3 separate regions of the Mus musculus genome follow, and all the other regions are linked to region 1. The links are chromatin contacts, called in public promoter capture Hi-C maps. All regions are on one chromosome and are shown on one strand. The core of a region is the stretch at or near the end of the contact, and the rest is flanking DNA. Distances in the headings are between cores, read along the strand shown. Region 1 holds the start of Clk4 (CDC like kinase 4). Region 2 holds the start of Sowaha (sosondowah ankyrin repeat domain family member A). Region 3 overlaps Hspa4 (heat shock protein 4).

The links. Promoter capture Hi-C pulls out the DNA fragments that hold promoters and counts their contacts.
Region 2: a promoter capture Hi-C map of liver shows a contact between it and region 1, with 2.3 times the contacts expected there. The contact joins the promoter of Sowaha here to the promoter of Clk4 in region 1. A contact is called at or near these places in 1 of 39 promoter capture datasets (liver) and 1 of 115 datasets of contacts at active chromatin or transcription factors (astrocytes).
Region 3: a contact with region 1 is called in a promoter capture Hi-C map of the C10 cell line, with 7 times the contacts expected there. The contact joins the enhancer-like site here to the promoter of Clk4 in region 1. A contact is called at or near these places in 2 of 39 promoter capture datasets (the C10 cell line and liver), 6 of 484 Hi-C or Micro-C datasets (CD4 T cells, CD8 T cells, Th1 cells and 3 more), 1 of 115 datasets of contacts at active chromatin or transcription factors (large pre-B cells) and 2 of 9 other capture datasets (adipose tissue and liver).

What each region holds. Positions count from the first base shown.
Region 1 is chr11:51,261,457-51,264,989 of GRCm38.p6, reverse strand. It overlaps Clk4 (CDC like kinase 4), which reads right to left and starts at 1,876. Exons shown (of 13, transcript NM_007714.6): 1 at 1,721-1,876. It overlaps BC049762 (cDNA sequence BC049762), which reads left to right and starts at 1,986. Exons shown (of 3, transcript NM_001382322.1): 1 at 1,986-2,357. The coding sequence starts at 2,333.
Region 2 is chr11:53,478,469-53,482,001 of GRCm38.p6, reverse strand. Sowaha (sosondowah ankyrin repeat domain family member A) reads left to right here and starts at 1,807. Exons shown (of 1, transcript NM_183173.2): 1 at 1,807-3,533. The coding sequence starts at 2,095.
Region 3 is chr11:53,276,729-53,280,261 of GRCm38.p6, reverse strand. The region is part of intron 7 of Hspa4 (heat shock protein 4); the gene reads left to right. Among named protein-coding and RNA genes, the nearest start is that of Hspa4, 22 kb to the left of the region's middle. Within about 2 kb of position 1,686, at least 7 of the 459 cell types and tissues checked have an H3K27ac peak or open chromatin away from gene starts, as enhancers often do. A contact at or near this core is called in adipose tissue, where this site is marked.

The sequences.
Region 1 (3,533 bases), core at 627-3,126:
AAAAAGTTAGTAAGCCAAGCATTCCTTTCGATATAGTCATTTTAATATGGTGAAGTAAAACAGACAACACTGCAAACTTGCTGGAGACAAAAGCCCAAACTCAAGCTTTAGAGAAACACTCATCTTCCTATTTCCACTGGAGTTCTGCTGACATATTCCTCCTATTATCAAAATTGTATTTAAGGTTTTAGTTTGATTAAGGCTTTTTTTTTTTCTCTTTAGAGGGGGTGAGGGGAGGGAATTAAATTCTGAATCCCAAGCCACCGGGCTACAGGCTAAGCACTCTCAAAACACAGCAGCCCAGTGTACAGCTTCTGATGACTCATCCTTGTGACTGGCCATTAGGGTTTCACAAGTCTTGGTTGCTTGCTTCAAGTTACCCCCTCCCCCTCCACTTCACATCGCTACAGCCAGTTTACCTCTCACAGGACAAATCTCAACTTCTCAAGTGACTAATATGCAAACCCACCTATCAGTGGGTCCTTGTCCCAATAGGCCCCGACTAACATTCCCCATCCCTCCTCTGATCTCTGGCCGAGTTCGGAAATACTTTGTTTTTAGGCAGGTGTGGTGACACGTGCCACCCTAGAGGCAGAGGCAGGTGGAGTTCTGAGAGACTTCAAGGACAGCCTGGTCTGCACAGCGAGACCTTGTTTCAAACAACCAACAAAGAAATATTTACTTAGGAGGCAAAGTAAAAGATTTCTGAGCTCATGAGAGCTTTCATACACAGGAAAGAAAAGCTACCTCAAAATATTACACTATCTCTAACACTTAAAAATCATGCTACAATCCTCTGTATCCTTTCAATAAAAGATACAATGGAACCCATATGTATACGCTCATACTAGAAATATTATTCTCCACCACGTTTTAGAAGTTTCAGTCTCCCATTTAAGTGGGGGTACAAGAGGCCCTCGGGTGCGTGTTCAAAATTAGGCCAAATATCTGCAGCTTTAACATTAGACCAGGTGACAATCGGTCCACTGGTTTAGAGGGTTGGCTACTTGAGCAACAGAGCTGTCACAATGTAAATGCAATGTTCGCTCTCTAATTCCATCACTCAGCTCTCTAATCCCATCACTCAGGAGGCAGAGGCAGGAGAATCTCCTGAGTTCGAGTCCTGCCTGGCCTACATAATGCCTGGGCAATCGGGGCGACCCAGATCTAGGGGGGGCTTGGGGTGGGGTGACCGCCTGGCATGAAGGACGAACCTTCCTTCCCAAGTGTGATCCTCGAAGCTGGAGGTGAACTCCAGCCGCTGCCTGGCTCGCCGCAGCGCCTGCCCTACCTCTTCCGGGCAGCTGGCCAGGGCCCTTAGAGCTGAACAACAGAGCGAATAGCGGACTTTGGAAAAGGCTCCGGTTATGCAAACGGCCGAGGCCACAGACAGGGGTGAGTAGGGGGTCGGGGTGACTTCGACTCTGGACGGCACTAGTACCGGGGATGCGTCCCGCCAAGGGTCTCCCCGCTGGTTCCTGCGATGGACGGCCGAGGCCTTGACAAGAGGTGAGCGAGGCCCAAGCTGCCGGACCGCACCGTCGGGCGAACCCGGGGCCTGCGGGCCTTGACTCGAGCGGCGAAACCGCGGCAGCTCGGGTGTTGTCGCCGCCGGCCGAGAGGCACCCCGCCAGCCCCGCGGACGCATCCTCCCGGTGCTGACGCCCAAAGCCCACTCTCTCCTCAGACACCTGGCTCCGCGCGACACTGCCCACCTCACCTCCGCAAAAGCAAGCGGCCTTTTGGCCGAGAAATGTCGCCAAACCGCCGTCGTTCCTCTCCAGCCGCTGCGACAGACACCGACAAAATGGCGTCCGCGCCGTCACCCTACAACCTCCTCAGGTGGCTCCAGCGCCACCTACGCCGAGCCAGCGCGCATGCGTCACGAAGCCTCGTGCCCGCCCACAGATCGTGCAAGGGGACGAGGGGTCTGTGACGTCAGGGACGGCGGGGCTTGATCAGCCACACTGCGGCTGCGCAGCGCTGGAGGCGCGGGTAGGACGAGGTTCTGTCCGCTTGTCAGGCTGAGGTTCTTTCTGTTCTTAGGTGAACCTGGAAGCCCGCCTTAAGTCTGCGGCGCGCGTCGGGCTCTCGAAGAGTTTTGCTGGGCGTGGCCACGCTGGGTAGGGCCAACCTCTGACCTTTTCCCATCAGCTTAAAGTGGGAAGCTCATCGCACTCCATCTACCAGTCGCCCCTCAACCTCAGCTCCAGGTAGAGCCACCAGAGCGCAGAGTCCCCGAATGCTCCCAGCTAGGGCAGCTCAGTGACCAGGATATGGCTGTCACCTGGCGCTTCCGCTCTAAACTGGATTTGGAGAAGTTTACCTGAATATGCCTCTAAAAACAAGCGTAGCAGGTGCTTACCCTTCTCTTTCTCTTTGCCTTCCTCTCTCTCTTCCTCCTCGCCTTCTCAGCCAGCAAATCGAAAGGAATGGGGAGGTTTGTCCTAAGACTTCTGACAGTATTCTTCCGGTTACAACCATGGCAGCCTCATGATTTTCTACTACAGTTACTCAACAAACGGGCATTTGTGGTCAGACTTTTTGGTTTTTTTTTCGAGACAGGGTTTCTCTGTGTAATCCTGGCTGTCCTGGAACTCACTCGGTAGACCAGGCTGGCCTTGAACTCAGAAACTCACCTGCCTCTTGCCTCCCAAGTGCTGGGATTAAAGGCGTGCACTATCACTGCCTGGCGACATAACAAATTCTTAATATATATCCTTTTTTAATTTCAGAGAACTGGGCTTTTGTGGTGCAGGCCTGTAATCCCAGCATTTAGGATTTAGAAACAGGAGGATCAGGAATTCTAGGTCATCCTGGGCCATATAGCAAGTTCAAGGCCAGTCTGAGCTACATGAGATCAAAACTCAAAAAACAAAACTGCTGAGAATCCAACACCATAATTACTGTCTAACCCAGTAGGGTTGAACTTCTTCTGGTCGTCCTATCTCTTATCTCCTTCCTCCAAGAGCTTGAAGCATAAATATGAGCTGTCATAACCAGATTAATTAAATACTCTATGCCAATCACTTTATAGACAGTCTTAGTAATCTAGACAACTCTAAGAGGTGATTCTTAGCTCCTTGCTTTAATGACAAATTTAACTCCTGAAAATACCATTCAAACTTTGCTAGCTTACGGTTTCATTGTCATACTTACTGCCTCCATTCATGCAACAAAGTAAAAAACAACTTACTTTTTTCTTAATCAGTTAGAGAAAAGTATTCTGAGTCCATCTTTTGGCAAGACCAAAAGGGTCTGTCTTGAAAAGGCTCGTTTCATGGTGATTTGTCTCTGAAGCTCCCATTATGAAACAATGAATCCCTTCACATTTAGCAAAGTTGATTAAAGGCCACACCATGAATGAGTCACAATGGATCTCTCAGGCATCCCATACTGCCCAAGATGGACAATATCCCAGTTTCCTCCAGGGTTCCTAACACTTCTGAAGAGAAAGTCAAACAGCACAGGAGTAACAAAGATTCAGTCAAACAATGTTGAAAGCATCCCAATTCCCAGTGCACTCTGCAGAG
Region 2 (3,533 bases), core at 558-3,057, 2.2 Mb before region 1:
GAAGAGTAAGGCAGGAGAACTGAGTTTCCAGGCTAGCCTGGGAATATATATATATATATATATATATATTCTAGTTGGATACACACACACACACACACACACACAGTGGTAAAAGCCTGTAATCTCAGCATTTGGGAGGTAAGAACAAGATGATCAGAAGTTTAAGGACAGCATCTGCAGGAGTTTGAGGTCATCATGGGTCATATGAGAGACTTGCTCAGAAAGAACACCCCCCCCCCAAGGTGTCTGAGCTGTGTTAAATCCTCTCTGAGTCCACATGGTGAAGGGGAGAACTCCTGGATGATGTCTCTAACCCCCATCCCTGCACCATTGCACGTCTGCCTGTGCCCACCACATACCACACATAAATAAAAGTTGGAAACAACAAACAACAAAAATGAAGCAAGCAACCCCGCCTCCACCCTCACTGAAGAAGTTCTTTCTCATCTGCATAACTCCCTACCCCACACCCTCGGTTCACCTTCACAATGGATGCTGTCCTGTACCACTGCCCAGCTGAAACCCCCACCCTGTCCCTGGTGAGCTTCTCCATGCTCTATAGTATTTCTATACTATAGTGTTCTCTATAGTATTTCTATACTATAGTGTTCTCTATAGTATTTCTAGGGTATGCTATAGCTCACATAGCACATTACAGAGCTTTCTGACTTCTGTTTCCTCCTGATAAATGAACTCTGCTAGGTCAAAGCGTTTATCTCTGCTAACATGTATCACAGCCTGAAAGGGCCTGGCTATGTTCTCAATAAATATTTGTGAAATAACTGAAGTTTTAGAAACAGCATGGGCTGGAGGTGTGGTGCTGTATCCTGGCATTTGTAAAGCCCTGGGTTCCATACTTAACACTTCAATATGGTTTCTATTTTGCTTTTTTTTTTTAATTTTTAAAGTATAAAAGACACATGAATTCATAGTAGAAGAAAGTATGTCAAAATGTTAATGGTCATTTCTGCTGCTGATATTTTTTCCTTCTTTGTTTTTTCCTGTGGGTTTATTCCTGAAATCCTATATGAAATGGGTTATTTTGGGCAAGCATGGTGGCACACACCTATAATCCTAGCACTCAGGACTGAGGCGGTGACAGCACAAGTTCCAGACCAACTTGAACTTCATATAGAGACAAAAATAAAGGGGGTATTTTTGGAATGGCTCAGTGAGTAAAGGTGCCTGCCACCAAACCAGATGATGTGAATTTGCACTCCAGAGCCCATGTAATGATGGAAAGCCGAACCAATGTCTCAAGTTATCTTCTTTCTGACCTACAAAACACACACACACACACACACAGAGAGAGAGAGAGAGAGAGAGAGAGAGAGAGAGAGAGAGAGAGAGAAACAGATAGACAGAGAGAGACAGAGAGACAGAAAGTCAACGAATAATAAAATATGTAGATCGCAAAGCTCCACATTTCAAAAAGTATTATCTATCATGAGAAAACTGCTTCCTAAACCTCTTGTGAGCCTCCAGTACCCTGCACTCAATACCACACAGGGAACTGTTCTTGCTATGAATTTTGTAAATCTGGTTGGTTTTTTTCCCCCTATATAAAAAGCATCAGACATTGGAGAGGTATTGATGCAATATATGCAGTGCAAGGACATATATATGTAAAATATTGCTTTTATTTTGTGGTAAATAGTGCTGAAGGTAATAAATACCCACGCCTCGCCCATACGCTGCAACATCCCCAGGGAACACACCCACCTAGCAACCGGGAGTGGAGCTGAAGAGCAACGCTGCGCCTTTAATTCCGCCTTTAATTGGTGGGGGCAGTGCAGAGAGGTTCCGCTTTCCCATTCCCTCCGCACCTCCAGTGGCAGCTGTCACCTGTAAGCCGAGCGCCGCACAGGGGCATGGAGCCTGGCGCCCATTGGACAGGACCTCTCAGCAGCAACCTACCCCCCAGTCTGGGGGCCAGGCCTGGCGCAGGCGGAGGATAGGAGTCCCAGGTGCCCTTCGCCCGGAGACTTCTCAGCACGGCGGCGAGGGCGTGACTGCAGTCCAGTTTCGGAAATCAGAGTCCCAGGTGAGCCCGGCTGGGCGGCTGGGGCGACCCCGGAGTCGCAGACACCGAGAATGGCGCTGGCAGCCGCCGCCGCTGCCGCCGCTGCTGCCGCAGGGGTGAGCCAGGCGGCGGTGTTGGGCTTCCTGCGGGAGCACGGCGGGCAGGTGCGCAACTCCGAGCTGCTGAGCCGCTTCAAGCCGCTGCTGGACGCTGGGGACCCACGGGGCCGCGCGGCCCGTAGGGACCGCTTCAAGCAGTTCGTCAACAACGTGGCCGTGGTGAAGGAGCTGGATGGGGTCAAGTTCGTGGTGCTGAGAAAGAAGCCCCGGCCGCCGGAAGGACCCGAGGCCCCACTCCCCTCCAGCCCTGGAGTGCCAGCCGCGCTGGCCCAGTGCGCTGCTGTCCCAGCGGAGGACAACTGTGCCCCCGGGGCTCCCCACTCCCCACAGCGATCAGGAGAACCGCCGGAGGACTCGTCCGCACCATCCGAGCTACAGCACACCCCTGAGACCCTACCCTCAGAGGTCACCCAGGTTGAGGCGCCATCAGGCTCAGCGCCACAGCCCGGGGGGCCGGAGGATCCGGCGCTACCTCGGTCCTCGGAGCTAGCCCGACCCGCCAGCGTGCCGTCGGGGCTGGCCCTGACGAGCACAGAGTCGCCAGGCCCGGAGCCTGCACCTCCCACGGCGCAAGTGCCACCGCAGAAGCCTTGCATGCTGCCGGTGCGCTGCGTCGTTCCTGGCCCCGCGGCGCTGCGGATCCGCGCGGAGGAGCAGGGCCTGCGCCGGCAGCGCTCGGAGGAGCCGAGCCCACGGGGCTCCCCGATGCTCCTGCGGAGGCTTTCGGTAGAGGAGTCGGGTCTGGGACTCCACCTGGGACCCGGCCGTTCCCCGCATCTCAGGCGCCTGTCCCGCGCCGGTCCGCGCCTGCTGAGTCCGGACACGGAGGAGATGCCCGTCGCGCCGCTACCGTCACCCGCGGTGCCCCTGGAGCCCACGGAGCACGAGTGGCTGGTGCGCACGGCCAGCGGTCGTTGGAGTCACCAGCTGCACGGGTTGCTCTTGCGGGACCGCGGCCTGGCTGCCAAGCGCGACTTCATGTCCGGCTTCACCGCGCTACACTGGGCGGCCAAGAACGGCGACCGGGAGATGGCTTTACAGCTGGTGGAGGTGGCGCGGCGTGGAGGCGCGCCCGTGGACGTGAACGCGCGCTCTCACGGTGGCTACACGCCGCTGCACCTGGCGGCTCTGCACGGCCACGAGGATGCTGCTGTGCTGCTAGTGGTGCGCTTGGGTGCCCAAGTGCACGTCCGCGACTACAGCGGCCGGCGTGCCTACCAGTACCTACGGCCTGGCTCCTCCTACGCGCTGAGGCGTTTACTGGGTGACCCTGGCCTGCGATCTATGATGGAGCCTGATGCGGCCAGTGGTGGCAGTGGGAGCCTTGTGTCTCGGCACCCCGTGCAGGTAGCCGCCACCATCCTCAGCTCCACCACTAGTGCGTTTCTGGG
Region 3 (3,533 bases), core at 437-2,936, 2.0 Mb before region 1:
TATGTATTAGACACAAATGACTGGGAAAACTAGTGAACTGTTTTAATGCAGAAATAGGATGAATTTAACTTAGGCACCAATTTAAAAAATGTTCTTTTTGAGTAGTTCAGGATCATTTGAGGGCAGTATCCCTTTTATACAGCACTGCAAGAATTCTGGGTAACTGACATTTAAGGTTATTTCAGAAACACTCAGTGTTATTGTTGCCTGATTGTGTTGCTTGGATGAGGGAGTGAGATGTTCTTTTGGCTGTGAACTCCTGGTGGAATTCAGGCAAGACTAATGACTTGTTTGGAGAAGTGTGCCTGAGTGACCCTTAAAAAATTTGAGATGGTATTTATTGTTGACCAGTGTTCAAGTATATCCTAGCTCACCCTTTTCTCCTGCTTGGAATTTTTCCTCTTTGTTTTTAATGAGTGTGAGGCCTCCCTCCTCCTCCTGTGTGCAAGAGAGGTGGGGTGGGTGGAGAGGGAGGGGAAGAGGGAGGGAGGGAGAGAGACAAAGACGGGGAGGCCAATATGTTTTAAAAATTTGTTAATCAAATGCTGTTTATAAGAGTTAAGGTGTGTGTGTTTTCAGACTCTGTTTTGCCTGCATGCTGTTCTTTTTTTTTTTTTTGAGACAGGGTACCCTGTGTAGCCCTGGCTGTCCTGGAACTCACTCTGTAGACCAGGCTGGCCTCGAACTCAGAAATCCACTTGCCTCTGCCTCCCAAGTGCTGTTTTTCTAATGTTAATTTTTTATGTGTACGGGTGCTTTGCCTGCATATATGTCTGGGCCACATGCATACTTTGTCTTTGGAGACCAGAAGGAGAACTCTGGCACTAGAATTAAAGACAGCAGGGCCGCATAGTGGGCGTTAGAAATTGAACCTGTGTCGTTTGGAAGGGTGCACTCAAGAGGCAGAAGCAGACAAATCTCTGAGTTCGAGGCCAGCCTGGTCTACAGAGGGAGTCCATGGACAGCCAGGACTCAGTTACACAGAGAAACCCTATCTTGAAAAACAAACAAAAAAAACAAAAAAAGAGAGAGAGAATGAGAATTGAGATAATGGCTCAGTAGGTATTGTGTTTGGTTAGAATTCCTGGTTTCAGTTTCTATCAACCTATAATAGGTTGATAGTCTTAGAAGTTCAAGATCAGGCTAGAGAGATGACTTGACAAGTAAAGTTGGTTACTGTCAAGCCTTGTATCTGAGGTCAGTCCCTAGGATTTCCATGGTAGAGGAAGAGAACCTCCATATGTGTGCTGTCTCTGTCTCTGTCTCTCTCCCTCCCTCTCTCTCTCTCTCTCTCTCTCTCTCTCACACACACACACACACACACACACACACACACACATACACACCACTCACTAAAAGGAAACACAAATTTTAGCTCCCTAGTTTGAGGTTGGCTTGGTTTTCATGAAACGTGGCTATCCTGAACGTGTCATTTCCTTGGCAGTAATCAAAGACAAGGATTTGTCGCTCTGGGTAGGGACAGGGAAAGCGTCACTTCATTTAATCTTCTGTCTGGGTAAATGTGATATCTCAAGTTAGGCAGCTGCTTGAATATGTACCATCAAATGAGGTTCAGGCCAGCCTGGGACACGGAAGATCCTATCTCTAAAATTCACACACCATACAGTGAAACACTTCACAGTGACCAGTTAGTAAACACTTAGTACATGCAGTGCTATGAAGCATCACTTGTGTATAATGGGAACAGTCATTACGTAGCTAAAGTCCTAGAGTCAGTCAGTCTGTTTGTCTGTCTGCCAGCAGTTCTCCTTTGGGTCTGGTTCAGATTTTATTTGCATTCTCTGCACATATCCTAGCAGTGGAACCATGCATGTATGTCATGTGTGTAGTGCATGATAGTTTTGAGGTTTATTCGTGAAGTGTTCACCAGTGCATCGTTACCTGTTCTGGCAAATGTGTGCATTCATAGTCAGTGTTTAGTGATGGTTTGAGAATTGAGGCAGGCAGATTTGAACAGAGATACTTCAATGTGTGTTTTTAGTTCTTTGAGGTGTGCACTTAGGAGTGTAATTAATTGTTCTCATGAGGTAGTGCTTAAAACCTTTCCTTGTGTGTGTAAGCCACTTTTTGGAGCACCATCTTCCCAGCCCCCATCTGGCTCTGTTCTTAAAGTAAGCTTGTCTGAGGAGGAGTTGAGTGTTCTTTGTGTTTTCCAGCTTTGCTTTTCTTGAGGAACTTTGCCTTTCTGGGATGTGACAGTCTCTGCTGGCTTGTTTGCTCTTAAAAACTTTGTGGTTACTTTCCCTATCTTAATTTTTGTTCATATATAATTTGTTTTCACTTCCTGGTTATTTTTTGTTGTTGTTGTTGTTGTTGTTGTTGTTTGTGGCTGTTGAGGTAAACTTCATATAAAAGAATCTACCATTTTAAATGTACACTTCAATGTTTTGTATGCATTCATAAGGTGGTTACTCTTGGCCACTGTCTAATTATAGAATGTTTTTGTTATCCCCTAAAAGAGACGGACGCTCCGTCCTGATAGCAGTCTTCAGGAGTTCCTTCTAGTCTCAGGGCAGAGACTCTGGATTTGTATATTCTTTTGTGCATTTTTTGTTGAAATGCGTATTTCTAGGTTCTTTATAGTTTTTCTGCTCCAGACCCTTTTACTTTTGTGACATAGTTGTCACTCTGTATACCTAGCTGGCTTGGAACTCACTGTGATGCAGGCGGCTCTTCACCTCCCCAGTCTTTCTCCCCAGTACTGGCATTACATCATGGCTGCTTCCTTGGGCTTTTTTTAAATCAGGGTTTGTAAGTCTGTGTAGCTCTGGCTGCTCTGTAGACCAGGCTTGACAGAGTTCCACCTGCCTCTGCCTTGGGAGTGCAGGGATTAAAGGTGTGTTGCCACCATTGCCTGAAGAACTTTTTTGCTTGCTTTTTTTTGGACACAGGTTATTTTGTTTGTTGACTTTGAACTCTTTTCCTTTCTGTGCTACTCTGGAGTGCTAGGGTTGAGGTTGAGAACCACCATATCCTGTTCTAAGTATAGTGGGATGGAGCGCAGGGCTTCATGCATGCTAAACAAGCATTGTCCAGCTAAGCACTGTGCCCAGGCCTTGGGAAGCAGTGCTTAGAGTGGTTTTTCTTCCTTTTTGACTTTACTTCTACTTTCTTGCCCAGTTTGGGTTTGTTTATCAGTGTTTTTTCTTTCCTTACATTCTTGTTTCCCTTTTAAGAGAACTTTTTAAAATGCTATTTAAAAGGTTTATTTTTCTGTATGTGAATGTTTGCCTGTGTGTATGTAGGTGTACCATGTGCGTCCCTGGTCCCTTCCTTCAGAGGTGAGAAGAGGGTTTGGATTTTCTGGAACTGGAGTTGCAGTTATATGCCATTATGTTGGGTCTAGAAAAAGCAGCAACTGTTAACCCTTGAGCCAACATCTCTAACCCCTTTTAAGGGAACTTTTTAGGTTTGCCCTCTGTTGCTGTCCTGTCTTATCAAGGGCTCTTTTATTTTTCCCCCCAACAAACAAAACGTATCTTGGGTCATTGCATGGATTATTTTTTGAAACA